Linked DNA regions of Mus musculus: region 1 is linked to region 2. The links are chromatin contacts, called in public Micro-C maps. All regions are on one chromosome and are shown on one strand. The core of a region is the stretch at or near the end of the contact, and the rest is flanking DNA. Distances in the headings are between cores, read along the strand shown. Region 1 overlaps Chst11 (carbohydrate sulfotransferase 11). Region 2 holds the start of Glt8d2 (glycosyltransferase 8 domain containing 2).

What was found. A called contact is a pair of places that touch in the nucleus more often than the background predicts.
Region 1: a Micro-C map of the G1E-ER4 cell line shows a contact between it and region 2. The contact joins two enhancer-like sites. A contact is called at or near these places in 11 of 39 promoter capture datasets (the C10 cell line, cranial neural crest, embryonic stem cells and 6 more), 2 of 484 Hi-C or Micro-C datasets (the G1E-ER4 cell line and embryonic stem cells) and 1 of 9 other capture datasets (adipose tissue).

The regions. Positions count from the first base shown.
Region 1 is chr10:83,193,265-83,200,521 of GRCm38.p6, forward strand. It overlaps Chst11 (carbohydrate sulfotransferase 11), which reads left to right. Exons shown (of 3, transcript NM_021439.2): 3 at 1-2,636. Among named protein-coding and RNA genes, the nearest start is that of Slc41a2, 140 kb to the right of the region's middle. Within about 2 kb of position 3,052, at least 20 of the 459 cell types and tissues checked have an H3K27ac peak or open chromatin away from gene starts, as enhancers often do. A contact at or near this core is called in the G1E-ER4 cell line, where this site is marked.
Region 2 is chr10:82,683,719-82,691,017 of GRCm38.p6, forward strand. Glt8d2 (glycosyltransferase 8 domain containing 2) reads right to left here and starts at 6,932. Exons shown (of 10, transcript NM_029102.3): 1 at 6,771-6,932. Within about 2 kb of position 1,948, at least 5 of the 459 cell types and tissues checked have an H3K27ac peak or open chromatin away from gene starts, as enhancers often do. A contact at or near this core is called in the G1E-ER4 cell line, where this site is marked.

The DNA of each region.
Region 1 (7,257 bases), core at 1,802-4,301, 510 kb after region 2:
GCGGTTGACATTTGAGCCACATTCCCATGACAGCCAGTGTCCGGGTACGTAGCAGATGCTGTACATAGTTCTGATGATAAGGGAGCTGGTAGGCTGTAAATTTTGCTTTTTGTGTTTTTGTGGGGTTTTGTTTGTTTTGATGCAGTATAGAGTGAAGGGGGTAAGAATATTCTGAAAAACATAAAATTGAGTAATTTATTCACAGAAACTATTAAAATGGTATTGTTAGGCTCACAAGGAGGCTGGGGGCAGCGGTAACTGCTACACTGTCTCGCAGAGGAAATTATTTTATTTAATGTGAGAGAAATGTGAGCCAGAGTGGCTGCCTGAGGCTATTTATAAAACGCAGGTACCTTCCCCAATTTCTCTCCCCTCGCCTTTAATAAATAGATTTATGTCATGTGTGTGACCAAGAACAGTGACAGATCTTGGCTGTCCCTGGAATAGAGAGGCAGTCATGGTGCTCAGGCCCTGGGCGTGGTGTAGCTGATGCATGTCCCACCGAGCCCAGGCTCTCCAAGGCATCAGTTTGTGGTCACATATCCTTAGAAAACAAAATTAAGTCAGGTTCCTGTCTGCAGGAGTTTTCAGAGCCTTGAATACATAGTCTGCCTTGTGAAACTGGGAGAATGTAGCATTTCTGGGCTGCATGACCTAGGTATCCTGTATGGCAGACCATGTCTTAGCTGGTTTTTCACACAGTAGCCTTCAGTGAGGGTGATCTAGCCTGTCTGAGGTCTGCAAAGATTGACAGCTGCTTCCTAGATCCTTCCACAAATCAGCAGAAACAGTGTCCATCTGGGAACTTTATGAGAGTGTTGCTTTACCTAGTTGGGGTGTCTTCATCTGGATACTGCCCCAGAGAGTGATCCCGTCCCTCCAAGCACAGCGGAGGGAAGCCTAGGGTGTTATGGAGTGGGGCAGGTGGCTTAAGGACACCTTAAAGGCCACTTGGTGGGGATAATGGCCTCGTGGGGATACTCCTCACTTCCACCCACAGTTTGGAACTGTTCACTGTGTGCTTCAGGAGTTTTAAATGGAGATTCGTGTTGATTTCCATGGTCCGCATCTGTTTGTCTTCCGTCTGTGGTCCAGTGCTGTGTGCAGATGGTACTTACTCCCTTTCTCTCTCTTACAGGGAGAAAGACTGTCCTTCTGGGGAGAGTGTATCAATACGCTTCCAGAATGAGGGAGTCTTTCTCCTGTCTTGTGTTCACACTTCCTAGTGACAATTTTCAAAATATGTATCGGCTTGACTGTTTATTGTAGAGTGTAGAAAGGTTTCTGTGTTCCTGGCTAAAGACATCCATTGGTGAAATGTGCTTGGAAATCCAAGTGTTTTCTACTGAGGAAAAAAAAATGTTGGAAAAGCTTTCTCCTGCATGCCTCTTGTGCTTAGCTAGAAAGGGGAGCTGCCAGCGTCCCAGCTCTGAGCCACTGTTCAAAGGTGCAGCTGTGTTTTAGGACTAGGTACAGGCAGAGTGATAAGGACATGCCTGCTTAGTGTACTCATTTATCGAGAAAGTTTAGACTATGAGCCACAGGGGTCCCTGCCTGCAGTCCCTATAGCCTCCCCCTGCCCCAGTGCCTTTCTCAGCTGGTCTGGGAATCAGGGCAGCCCATTGAGGGGGGCTCAGACAACCCTTTCTTCCTGGTTCTGGGAGTAAGGCTTTCTCTGCAGCCACAAGGAGAACATGGGAACCAGAAACTTCTCTTTGGTCAGCCCTTCTGAGCACACAGGTTTAGCCCATGCTCCAAGAATGCTCCTGAGCATTGTATAAGCCCCTAGGACTCTTAGCTCATGTGATAATGATTGCATTACTATCCTGCTTTAACTGACAAAACCACAGAGAATTTTGCTTGCTTTCCTACTCTCTTCCTCTGCCCAGGCCTCCTCCATACGTATACATACACACATGGGCATGTATACACACACATGCACAATAGACATGCACACACACATGCACACATGGGTATACATATACACACATGCACAATAGACATGCATATATACATATACATGCACACATTGATAGGCATACACACATGCACAGTAGACATGCACACATGGGTATACATAGACACACATGCACAGACATGCATACACACACATGCACACATAAATGTGCACACACACATACACAAATTGCCCAAGCCTGTGCACTCCTGGTACCCATGTCCCATCCTGGCCCACCTCTTTGTCAGCAGGACTGACTCCATCACTCCCTCAGGTTTTGCCCACCAGCACCCCCCAGCTTTCCCCCAGCAGAGCTAAACAGCCCCTCTGAATAGACAACAGGACCTTCTAGAAACAGCTGAACCCTTGGACAGCAGCAGGCAGATTTTGATCTGCTCTCATCAGGTACAAAAGGTGGTATCCGTATTCTCTTCTGAGCATGCTCAGTAAGCATATGGACATAGAATTTAACATCTCTGTGGAGTGTGTGTTTTTTACATATTTGTATGCAGTCGAGGAGGGCCTGTTGTAGAATTCTCTCCCTGTATCTTACTATACTGTTAAAGAAGCTGAATTCTATGTTGCCAACAGATGCGTGAAATGTTCCTCCAGGAAAAGCCATTCAAGCCTGATTATTTTTCTAAGTAACTTCAATTAAATTGAAGAAGAAAAAAAAAAAGCCAGAATCTGTTTTCTGTGTGTGGACTATTTTTGGTTCATTAATGAAAGACTGGGGAGTGCAGTGGGGTGGGCTGTGCCCTTCAGCCTGCAAGTGATCTGCTCATGTGTGTGAGTGTGGAGATGAGACTCTGCTAGTCATCCAGCCAGGGTGAAGCCCCCTTCCCCTCAGTGGCCAGGGTGGAGCTTGCTTGCCCCCAGTGGCCAGGTCCTCCTTGTTAAATGGGTGAATGGAAACTTTGCTTCATTCTGCTTTTCTCTAGAAGTCTCTGCGCACACTGGAAGATTCTCTGGCTAGTGTGGTCCTGCCTCTGTGTCAAGAGCGAGGAAATAAAGCCCCCCCCCCCCGTGGGTGGTGGCAGAGCCAATCCTCACAGCCTACACCCTGGCACTAGACCATGTCTCCCTCTGAGCAGATGTCCGTTCCTGCAACTAGGAAACCACAGAGCTGATCTGCAGACTCACCTCTGCTCCTCTCTGATGCGCCACATCACTTCCTGTGACTGGGACAACTTAAGGAATGAGCCTGTTCTGGCTCACGGTGTGAGAGATCCATAAGTCTTGGTGAGGAGGGTGTGGCAGTTGGTCACCTCGCATCCACAGCCAGGAGGCTTTCAAAGATGAAGGCTGGTGCTCAGCTCACTTTCTCCTTTTCATTCAGTTCAGAATCCCAGCCCAGGGCATGATGCTGCCCACAATGGCCGTATCATCTCAATTAACTCAGTCTGAAAACACCTCTCACATGCCGAGAGGTTTGTTCCCATGGTGACTCTAAATCTCCATCAAGTTGATAGTTAACACCACAGCTGGGCATTGTCTTGGTCTGCTTTCTGTTGTTGTAACATAATACTTGAGGTGGTTAAGTGATAAGCACATTTATTTGGTTCCTGATTCAGGTAATAGAATTGTGTAGAAAAAAAAGAGAGCTTTCGGGTCCATCGTGATATAACAGAAATGGGAAGAGAACGGCCACCTGGGGGGGGGGGGGATCCAGAAGGAAAGATGGACTCAGGAGCCAGCTTGAGAGTCCCCATTCCCTTTGATGGCTTTATTACCACCAGATACAGATCTTAAGGTACACGCTCATTTGCTATCCAAACCCCAGAATCTTCTAGCTTTGTTGCCAGGACACTTTTCCATGTTTTTATACACACACACACACACACACACACACACACACACACACACACACACAAAATCCCACTTGAAAGCTGTTTCTAAAACCCAAATCTCAGAAAAGCCACACAGAACAGCTATCAGTAAAACAAAAGGAAGGGATACTTGGCGGGCTGGCAAGCTCGGAATTCCAGCACTCACTGAGGCAGGAGGATTGCCCTGAACTGAACTTAAGCCTGAACAAAATGGTATTACATTGCTTAAAAAACTGTGTCTCTGTGTGTGTGTGTGTGTGAATATGTGTGTATGTGTGACTGTATGTATGTATGTGTGAGAGAGTATGTGTATGTGACTATGTATGTATGTGTGTGAGTGTATTTGAGACTATGTATATGTGAGTTATGTGTGTGAGTGTGTGTACTATGTGTGTATTGTGTGAGTGTATTGGTGTATGTGTATGAGTGTGAATATGTGTGTGTATGTGTGAGTGTGTATATGTGTGAGAGTGTGAGTATGTGAGTGTGTGTGTGAATGTATATATGTGTGTATGTGTATGAGTGTATGTATATATGTGTGTAAGTGTGTGAGTGTGTCCGTCAGAGATCAGCTTTGAGTATCATTCCTCAGATACTACCCACCTTGTATCTTGGACAGAGTCACTGGGCTCACCAGTTTCAGCTAGGCTGGCAGGCTAGCCAGCCCCAGAGCTGGGATTACGCGTGCACACTTCTGTGCCCTGGTTTTTGTTTTCTCACATGAGTGTTGAGGTCTAACTTTCATCCTCATCCCTGCTTAGCAAGCACTTGACTGAGTCCTCCTACTCAGCCCTTGATTCTGTTTTCAGACACACCATGTATGGTTCCTGATGAGTCCACTCATCTGGCTGTCTTTGCCACCAGCAGAAGAGCTCACACCATGCCCAGACCTCAGGGCTTAGTCACCTCAAAGGAGGCCCGCTAAGCAGACTGAATGTAACTTCGCCATCTAACCCAGCCCTGACCCTTCACGGCCACTGTGCAGGTCCATGGGATGCCGAGCAGACTAAGACCTTCCTGGCTTCATCTTGAGAGAAGTGCTGAATGGCTTGTTTGCAGCCAGTCAGTCAGTAGGAAATTCCGATGGTGTCACTGGCGCCCTCAACTGGACACTGCAGGAAGTGCAGCGACTGCGGCTTGTGTGGGCAAAGCCCTCCCTCCTGGCCTCGCCCCCAAGAGACAGGTACAGATGATTAGGGAAAAGGGCAAAGTGCCCCATCTTGAGAAGAGGTAGATTTTCCCAAAGTATGACTTTCCAACAGTCTTTTAATAAGAACATTTTATAATAGACACACAGATAAATAAAACAAAAAGGGTTTTTTTAAGAGAGGAAGAATTAAGCCGGGCGTGGTGGCGCACGCCTTTAATCCCAGCACTCGGGAGGCAGAGGCAGGAGGATTTCTGAGTTCGAGGCCAGCCTGGTGTACAAAGTGAGTTCCAGGACAGCCAGGGCTACACAGAGAAACCCTGTCTCGAAAAACAAAACCAAAAAAAAAAAAAAAAAAAAGAGGAAGAATTAGTTTATACCCAAATTCAAGTAAGAAATCAAAGTATATACTTCCTGTATGGTGTGCCAGGGAGACAAGGAGCATCTTCATTCAAAATATGGAAATAAAAAATAACCTCCGCATTAATGAACTGCTGCTGTTCCTCCTCCTCCTCCTCCTCCTCCTCCTCCTCCTTCTTGTTTGTTTTCTCCTGGAGCCCAGGGCTTGAGCTTGCTATGTATCAGAAGATAACCTTATGCTCCTGATCCTTCTACCTCCTCTTGCCCAGTTCCTGGAACTACCAGGCATACAGTCCACGGCTAAATTTAGAATTGAACCCAGGGATGAGGCGCATGCTGGCCAAGTGCTCTGCGGCCAGGCCACACCCACAGCTCTTCCGCAATATTTTTAAGGTGATAGTACATCATGGTGGAGAAAAGACAAAGGCTCAGGATCTTTCCCATTGGCATGAAGGAGCCGGGCCTAGTCAGGCCCTTTACCTTTTGGGTTAAGTCAGAAACAGCCACTGCCTGGAACCAAGCTGAAGACAGAAAGAACAAACTGTCCAATGCCAGAATGGGCTCTGGGTGTGGACCTTAAGGTCCCTGAAGAGCCACTCTGCCCTCGTCCCAAATGCCTCAAGGGATCTTAAAATGTTTGCTTTCAATGTGGCTTTTTCCAAATTATGTCTGTCTGTCTGTCTGTCTCTGTGAGTGTGTGTGTGTGTGTGTGTGCGCGCGCGCGCGCGCGCGCATGCGTGCATGTTGTGTTTGGATATAAGTGTGTGGGTGGATTTGGACACACGTGTATCACAGAGCACATGTGGAGGTCCGAGGTCTGCCTCAGGAGTCACCCTTGCCATCAACCTTGTCTTGGAAAGAGTCTCTCTTTGTTCACTGGTGCACACACCATGCTAGCTGTCACATGTGCTCTTAGAGCCTCGGGTCTCTGCCTGCCATCTTACCGTGGCTGCTCGGGAATTCCAGGCTCATGAGTGGCTCTGTGAGTCTCTGCCAACAATTGAATGGTGACGTAAGTATAGGAGAGTTTAGCTTGGAATCCCATTTGGTTTTGGGTTATGCATGCACATGCACGTGCTCGTGCACACACACACACACACACACACACACACACACACACACACACACACACTGCAACCTAGTTCACTTGCATATGCTATATATACTAACTCCTCTCCAAAATGCACCTAGCAACCTCAGGAGACCCTCCTCACCCCCCTCGCATCAGGTTCCAGGCGCTCACAGCCCTGAACAGTAGCACAGATTTTTGCCACTCCAGGTAACAAGCAAATTTAGTCACTTTCTATTCAAGTGTATTCCCAGTGTATCTATATACAAAGAACAGAAGGGATGATCTGGTCTGAACTGGTTTGGGTTACATGCACAGTAAAGCAGAAATGTATCCTCAAACCTTTTAGGGAGAAGCCCCTACTTAGCATCTTATGCCTATGCATACTTGGGTGTGCATAAGATAGAATGCATTATGGGAAGGGGCATGTGTAGTGGGGAAAATGAATATATGACCTAACCTGTCAATCAGAATAAAGAACCGCCCAAATTAACCCCCTTAGTAACCAGCCCCTCTCCTTAGCCCCAGAGAGTAACAGAGTTTGAGTTCTGTCACTCAGGTGGCCTGCTGTCAATTTTAACAGGACATCCCTCTATAATCTACACTCTGAATAAAGCTATCTTGCTTCTCTGCAAGTCTATGCGAATCCATCCCTTATTTTCAATTCTTTGCATTAGAGGCCAAGAATCTGGAAACACTTGGACAGGACTCCAGCTACCAGAGACATGGGGATCCAGACTCAGGCTGCCAGGCTCGCCGCCTGGCTCGTACTTCCCTCACTGAGATCCCAACCCCCAAATTATGTATTTTCTCCTTTGTTATTAAATTTTCTGTATTTACGTGTGTGACGGTTTGTGTGTGGATGTCAGAGCACAAGTGGAGGGAGTGGGTTCTC
Region 2 (7,299 bases), core at 698-3,197:
CAGGCTGATTTACGTGAGTTTAAGATCACCCTGGTCTACAGAGCTAGTTCCAGGACAGCCAGGGCTATAAACCAAAAATAAGGTTGAAGAGATGGCTCAGAGGTTAGGAACACTGCTCTCCCAGAGGCCCTGAGTTCAATTCCCAGCAACCACATGGTGGCTCACAACCATCTATAATGGGTCTGATTCCCGATTCTGGCATACAGGTACATGCAGATAATGCTTACATATATATATATAATAGAAAGATTTATAAAAACATATGGAGTAGTAGACAGAAACTTGAATCCAGCAGAAAATCCAAGGTCTAAGGCTATGGAAGTGAATCTTTTTAAACATTTTATTATTTTAAACTATGTGCATGTGTGTACTTGTATACACCAGTGCCAATGCTCATCAAGGTCAGGGGCTTTAGTGAGCCACGTGACGTCGGTGCTGGGAACCTCACATGTCTTCTGTGTGGTGGTTTGAATGAGGTGCGCCCCATATTCTTGGGCATCTGAACACTTGGTCCCCAGTGAATGGCGATGTTTGGTTGGTTTAGGAGCTATGGCCTTGGTGGAGAGAGTATGTGACTGGGGGCAGGCTTTCGGGTCCGAACTTTACAGCATTCCCAGTGTGGTCTTCCAGCTTTGTGCTGTGACTCGTACTCAAGATACGGGCTCGCCACTTGTGTTCCTGCCGCCATGCCTGCCACTTGCTGCCATTGTGAACTCTAAAACCCTCTGGACCATAGGCCCAAATAAACTCTTTCTTCGACAAGTGGCCTTGGCCATGGTGTTTTATCACAGCAATAAAACGGTAACTGATACACTCTGCAAGAGCAACATATGCGGTAACAACTGAGCCATCCTGACAGCCCCTGTGGTAGGTAATTGTCAGCTTGACAGGATTTAGAAATCATCTACGAGGCACGCCTCTGCATGTGAGGGTGTTTCCCCGAGAGGTTTAATTGAGGTAGAAACACTCTGGGGGTGGCACCGTCCCATGGGCCAGGGTCCCAGACAACACAGAAAGGAGAAAGAAGGCGGAGCATCGATTCAACTCTCTTGGTGAGAAAGAAGGCGGAGCTTCGATTCATCACTCTTGGTGAGAAAGGAGTAGGAGCATGGATTCATCTATTCATCTATCTTGGCTGACTAAAGGTACATTCTCATCCCGCTGCCTTGCCATCTCTGCTATGTGCCCCATTAACCAAAATAACCCATTCTTCCTTGATTGTTTTTTGTCTCATGGCACGAAAAGTGACAGTGGGCCGAGTCTATGAGGAGACTGTCTGGGCTATCAACGTTCCTGAACGACGGAAGATGGTCCACGAGCCACAACCTCTCTTTCATACGCTCCTGGCACAGTCTAGCTCCTTCATTACTCCTGCCCCCACCTTAAGTATGCACACGTTCAGTTCCACTGTCCCCATAGCTTTAGCTCCTGCCGCCTGAAACCCAACATGAGCGTGGTGGGACATCCCAATCTTTGGTTTCCTTTCTTCTCTCTTACCTTCCTCCTGAGGCACTACCATGTTTTAAACATTCATAGTTTCAAATACTATTTACATGATGACTTCATCTCTGTCCCCAGCTCAAGCCTCTCATATAGCCTACATACTTCTAAATCCTACTGGACACTTGGCGTCACTGCCCAAAGGCATCCACATATTCCAGTCTGAGTTTCTGATATCCCCCCCCCAACACACACACAGCACACATTTCCTATAGTCTTTCCCAAACCAGTTATCCACAGCCTCATTTCTCTAATTGTCCCAACAAAAGAGCAGACTGGATGTTATCTCCCATCTCTCTGTGTGTCTACACAAACACTGACACACATCCTCTTTGTTCAGCTTTCAGAATACACCCAGAATTATCACCACCTCCGGGGCCTCTGCCTTGCCCATCAGACACCATCTTTTGACTGCACTACACTGCCTTATCTCTCTTCAGCAAGTTTACAGCCAAGCAGCTGTGGTAAGCCTGGAAAGGTGTGACTTAGACTATTGTGCTGGGTGCTCTGCTCTGCTCAAGACCATCCCTGCCATTCCAGGCTTCTCTAAGAGTCAGAAGGCTGACAGTGCCTCCCAGGAGATCTCACGTGAGCACCCTGGGCTTCTTGCCAGACAAACTCTAGCCTCAGGGTCCCTCCACTGCCCCAAATATGGCACTAAGCCTCCCCTCCCCGCCCCCGGTTCTTCATCTCCTCAGTAGCTATCTCTACTGGCTACTACATAACTAGGTTTCCCTGGTGTGGTGGTTTGAATATGCTTGGCCCAGAAAGTAGCACTATTAAGAGGTACGGCCTTGTTGGAGGAAGTGTGTCACTGTGGGGATAGGCTTTGAGATCCTCCCCCTAGCTGCCTGTAAACCAGTTTTCTGTTTGCTTTGGAAACAAGATGTAGAACTCTCAGCTCCTCCAGCACCATGCCTGCCTGAATGCTGCCATGCTTCCTGCCATGATGATAATGGACTGAACCTCAGAACCAGTAATCCAGCCCCAATTAAATGTTGTCCTTTATAAGAGTTGCTTTGGTCATGGTGTCTCTTCACAGCAATAAAAACTGTAACTAAGAAACCTGGTTACTGTTCCCCAAAATGATACATCAAAAGCCTCATAGAAGTTGGCACATTTGTCTCTTTGTTCATAGTCATGTGTTCAGCACTTAGCAACATAATCTCTCAAGAATACCAATAGGCCAAGATGACTATGCAGCCTTGTAGCAGGACAACCACAAATGCTGTGTGTTCATCATGAAATCAGCACCCCAGGCACTGCAGAGACGCCTTTGAACCCTGGCACCTTCTAGTTCTTGTGCATACACTGGCCCTGATGGGTCACACCTCCTAATTGGTCCTTCGGTTTCCCCTCCCATCCTATTTCACCTCACCCCCTTATTAACTTTGCAGTTGCCTCCTACCCAGCCTTTCTGTCCCCACCCCTGTCTTCCCCAGTCAGTAATTGACATAACTGCCACATGGACTTTTTTATTATTTCATATAAAGTCACCATGAAACCCATGAAGCTTCGGCAGGCTCATTTTTCTTTTTCTTTTCTTTGCTTCACTTGAAACAGTTGAAGTTTACAAAAGTTAAAAGAGTAAAATACCCGTGGTCTCCTCACCAGCTTGCTAGCATGCTGTCACATTTGCTCAACTGCAATGCACACACACATACTTTGAAGATACATACATTGTGCAACATCACCCTTAAATAGCTTAGCATGTCTCTTTTAGATTTTGTTTTGTTTTGTTTTTTGAGACTAGGTTTCTCTATATAAAAGCCCTGGCTGTCCTGGCACTTGCCAGAGACTCCTGAGTTCTGGATTAAAGATGTGCACCATCATACCCAGCTCAGCCTGCCTCTTTTAAAAGTGAGGGTAGGGTAAGGGCTAGGGAAATGGTTCAGTGCTTAAGAGTGCTGGCCACATGAGCATGAGATCTGAGTTCAAATCCCTAGCACCTACGTAAAAATCCAGGCACAACCATATGTGTCTGAAACTCCAGTGTCCTGGGGGGAGTAGAGATGGGAGGGTTGCTGGAGCAATGGATGAAGTGACTGCTTGAAGCAGATACTGTCTCAGGGGAGAAGGAACAGAAAACAGTGCAGGACACCTGGCATTGTCCTTCAGCTTCTACAGTCACAAACATGGGCCGACACACCTATGCACACACACTCACACACACAAACACAGACAAACTAAAGACATCCTCCTACATAACCAAAATGCCACGATCACACCTAAAAGTAACACTAATGACATCGCCCAATAAGCAACCCATATTCAACCCCCTTCATGCCAGTCTGGTATCCTATAGCTTAGGTTTCTATCTTTAGTTGTTTTTGCTCTTGTCTTTTAAGATTTATTTATTTCATTTTATGTACACATCCCTTATCTGCATGTACACCTGTATGGCAGAAGAGGGTATCAGATCCCATTACAGTCACCATGTGGTTGCTGGGAATTGAACTCAGAACCTCTGGAAGAAGAGACAGTGCTCTTAACCACTGACTCATATATCTAACCCCGATCTTGAATGTTTCCAGTTCAAAGAACTCACTCTGTAGAACAGTTAGCCTCAGATTCACACAGATCTCCCTGCCTGTGCCTTCTGGGTTCTGGGATTAAAGGCATGAACTCCCAACCCCAGCCTCCATACTGTTTCTAAAATTGTGCTGTGCCTGTGTCCTGAGTGCTGTACCTACACCTGTGATGACTGAGGGCAGGACTGTGACTCCATGATGGGTCTGCCTGTCCTTTCTTAAAGATAGTTGGAATGAGCGGCTCTTGTTACTTTGCTTGTCTCCCGGGAGAAAGGAGTCATCAGCCCATTACAGATGAGCCAGTGGTCCCATTCCAAGGATGAAGGCAGGAAGACCCACAGCTTTTCCAAGCTGGATGACATCTGAGTCATGTTTTCAGTATGATAAAAGTCAATAATCATTCAGTGTAGAAAAGCTTGTCACCCTGTCTTCATTACAGCTGGAGGCAGCTTTGGGAGGTATCAAATGTCAATGATGGACCGAAGAACTCCCAAGGCAAAGTCCTGAACAGTGGCAGCTTCAAGAGAAGCAAGAAGACAGAGGGCCTCAGGCCTTGCCTAGGACATAAAGCAGAGCACAGAGAGCTAGGCTAGCCCTGAGAAACAATGTTGTTCAAAGCCCCCAGCCCTGGGGATGGTGCATGGATAGCTGCCTTAGCAGTTCCTGGGAAGACCTGAGAAGAGTTCTTTCAGACCAGGCAGTGGCCAAGGGTAGATTAGCTCTGTCTAGGAAGAAAAGACAAAAGTGGGAAGGAAAATACCTCAAAATTCAGAGCCCCAAAGATTTATTTTACATGTCAATGCCAATCAGTTGATAGAGAGAAATCTAAAGCTACCACCAGGCTCTTACTTTAGAAGAGTAGAGATAATTATTGATTAATCAGATCTGCCATGGTGCTGGGAAAGACCTGGTTGTCCAAAGGTAAGAGGGAAATAAAGACAAAGGTGCCCACAAGCTGCTGTTGAATGATTTCAACATTAGAGACTATGCTTAATGCACTGGGAGAAACGTCATGAGCAGTGTAACTGAACAAGAGATACCTCGCGTGCTGTGAACGTCTCCCATAGGGCACCATCACCCCCAAAGCTTCTATACCATCTCCCCAAACTGACTTAAGGGTCAAGTCCTAAGCGCTTGAACTTTTGGAACCACAGACATCGCATTTAGAGGAAGAACACAGCACCCCCGTGGCTGCTCACCAGAAGTGCTATCAAATAGGATTTCATAAAGGAGCCAACATGAAAACAAGTGTGGTCAGAACAGCGAGTACCAGAGCATGTGCCAAGCCATGTTCATGTATGTGATAAAATGACTCAAGTTTGGGAACTGCCACATGCTAAAATGTCCTTAAGTGGCATTCTTTGTTGAGATATTTCTCAGGACCTTTAAAGTGTTTTTCTAGTTTTTGCTCTGTCTGAAGGGGCTTGGAGCTCCTTCTCCAGTGGGACTACATCCTCTTAAACATCCTTTGAAATATTCTGACATCAAGGAAGCAATAAGAGAACGATGTTTCTTGGGAATGAGGAATGAAAACGGTGACTTAGTGAACATGCCTTTCAGAGAGGAGGATGAAGAGCGGAGATGTGTGTGTGTGTGTGTGTGTGTGTGTGTGTGTGTGTGTGTGTGTGAGAAAGAGAGAGAGAGAGAGAGAGAGAGAGAGAGAGAGAGAGAGAGAGAGAGATGGAGGGTTTAGGTATTATTGTGGAAGGATGAAGAAAGCAGGGTCCTGGGGAAAAAACATGTTGGGAGATGAGGAACACTCAAAAACATCAGAATGTCCGGGGCAGGGACCTGTCCAGTTCAGCATGTGTCACTTCTGTGACCTTCATTGTCATTATCAGCATTGCCAGGGAAGCTGGCCCTATGTGCCACATTTACTTTGTATCTGTGTGTCACATGTTACATTGTATCACTTTATTTCCATTTTGCAGATAGGAAAATGTAGGCACATGGATGAGATATGACCAGAATCAGGCTTATGAAAGTCTTCCCAGGTGGCACACAGCCCACACTTTCATTACTGTAGGGCACAGCTCTGTTGTTGGCTGTATCAGAGGGAGAACTAGAATTCCATTATGTAATACCAAAAGGATATTTCGAAGAAGCGCAATACCAAAACATTTCGAGAAGAAAAAAAAAAAAAAAAAGGCAAAACCAACCCACCAGCGTCCTATTGGCCAGCAGGCTGCATAGGACAAACATCCTGCGTCTTTGGATGCTAAATCAAACACTGTGACTCCCATACCACAACAAAACCACAGAATTAACTGCCAGTTCTCTTATTGGGTATGGAGGCCCCTGAAGAGTTTCTCAGGACAGATTCCAAAAACATGAATCATAACTCAGTTATGTCATTTTGGCTCAGAAACAGACTCACATTAAATGCGAACACTGATCTCTGTCATGTCTAACTCCTGATCCCCAATGCAACTTAAAATCCAATGCAAACGAACAAACAAATCACCATTAGGGCAGAGATGGGAGAATAGGGCTAGCCTCTGCTCTGCAAAAATAGCAAGATGTGAAAAGCTTATACAGTGAGCGTCTTGGGTTTGCTGCAATAGAAAGGTTCTTTACGATGTTACATTACAAACTAGGGGGCTTCTGGAGGCTGAGGCTGTGAAGGGGGCAGTCTGCCTCCTCCGAGTTACTTCTCTGAGTTCACAGCAAAATAAACAAGTGGTGTAGACAGAAAGGGTGAAATGGAAAGATTATCTTGCTTGTAATTGCTGTATTTACCTGATGGATGTGAGGGTAGGCTTTGGGCAACTTGGTCCAGAACCGCTGCAGAGCTGAGCATTCAAACTGCGGCTGGCCTCGCGGGACCACTAAGCTGCCTGTTGCTTCAGCTGCTTCCCAGATCCCATTGGAAATCCCAAATGGCTTGCGAGCCCTGAGTGTGCCTCAGCCGTCCACACCCACCTCCGCTTGCGCTTGCGTTGCCTGAATGGCTCGGGTTTCTTCCACTCCTGCAGCCTCTGGGAACCCAAGCCTTGTGCAGGCAGAGGCTGCTCCTGAAACGCTTCCAGATGTGCTCGTCCTGAAGGCAGGGCAGGTTGGCTGGCTGGGGCAGACTTCCTCTCTCGGCTTTCTCTTGCAGTCTGCGTGTGAAACTCTCAGCAAAACAGGGCTGTTCTGGAGTAAAAGCTGCAAACCTAGGGAAGAACAAATGTTTGGAAAGTGAATTTATACCGTCGTGCGTCTAGTGTAAATTTCTAATTTCAGCCAGGTTCTTGCTGAGAATCTTTGAAATCTCCTGTGTGTTGAA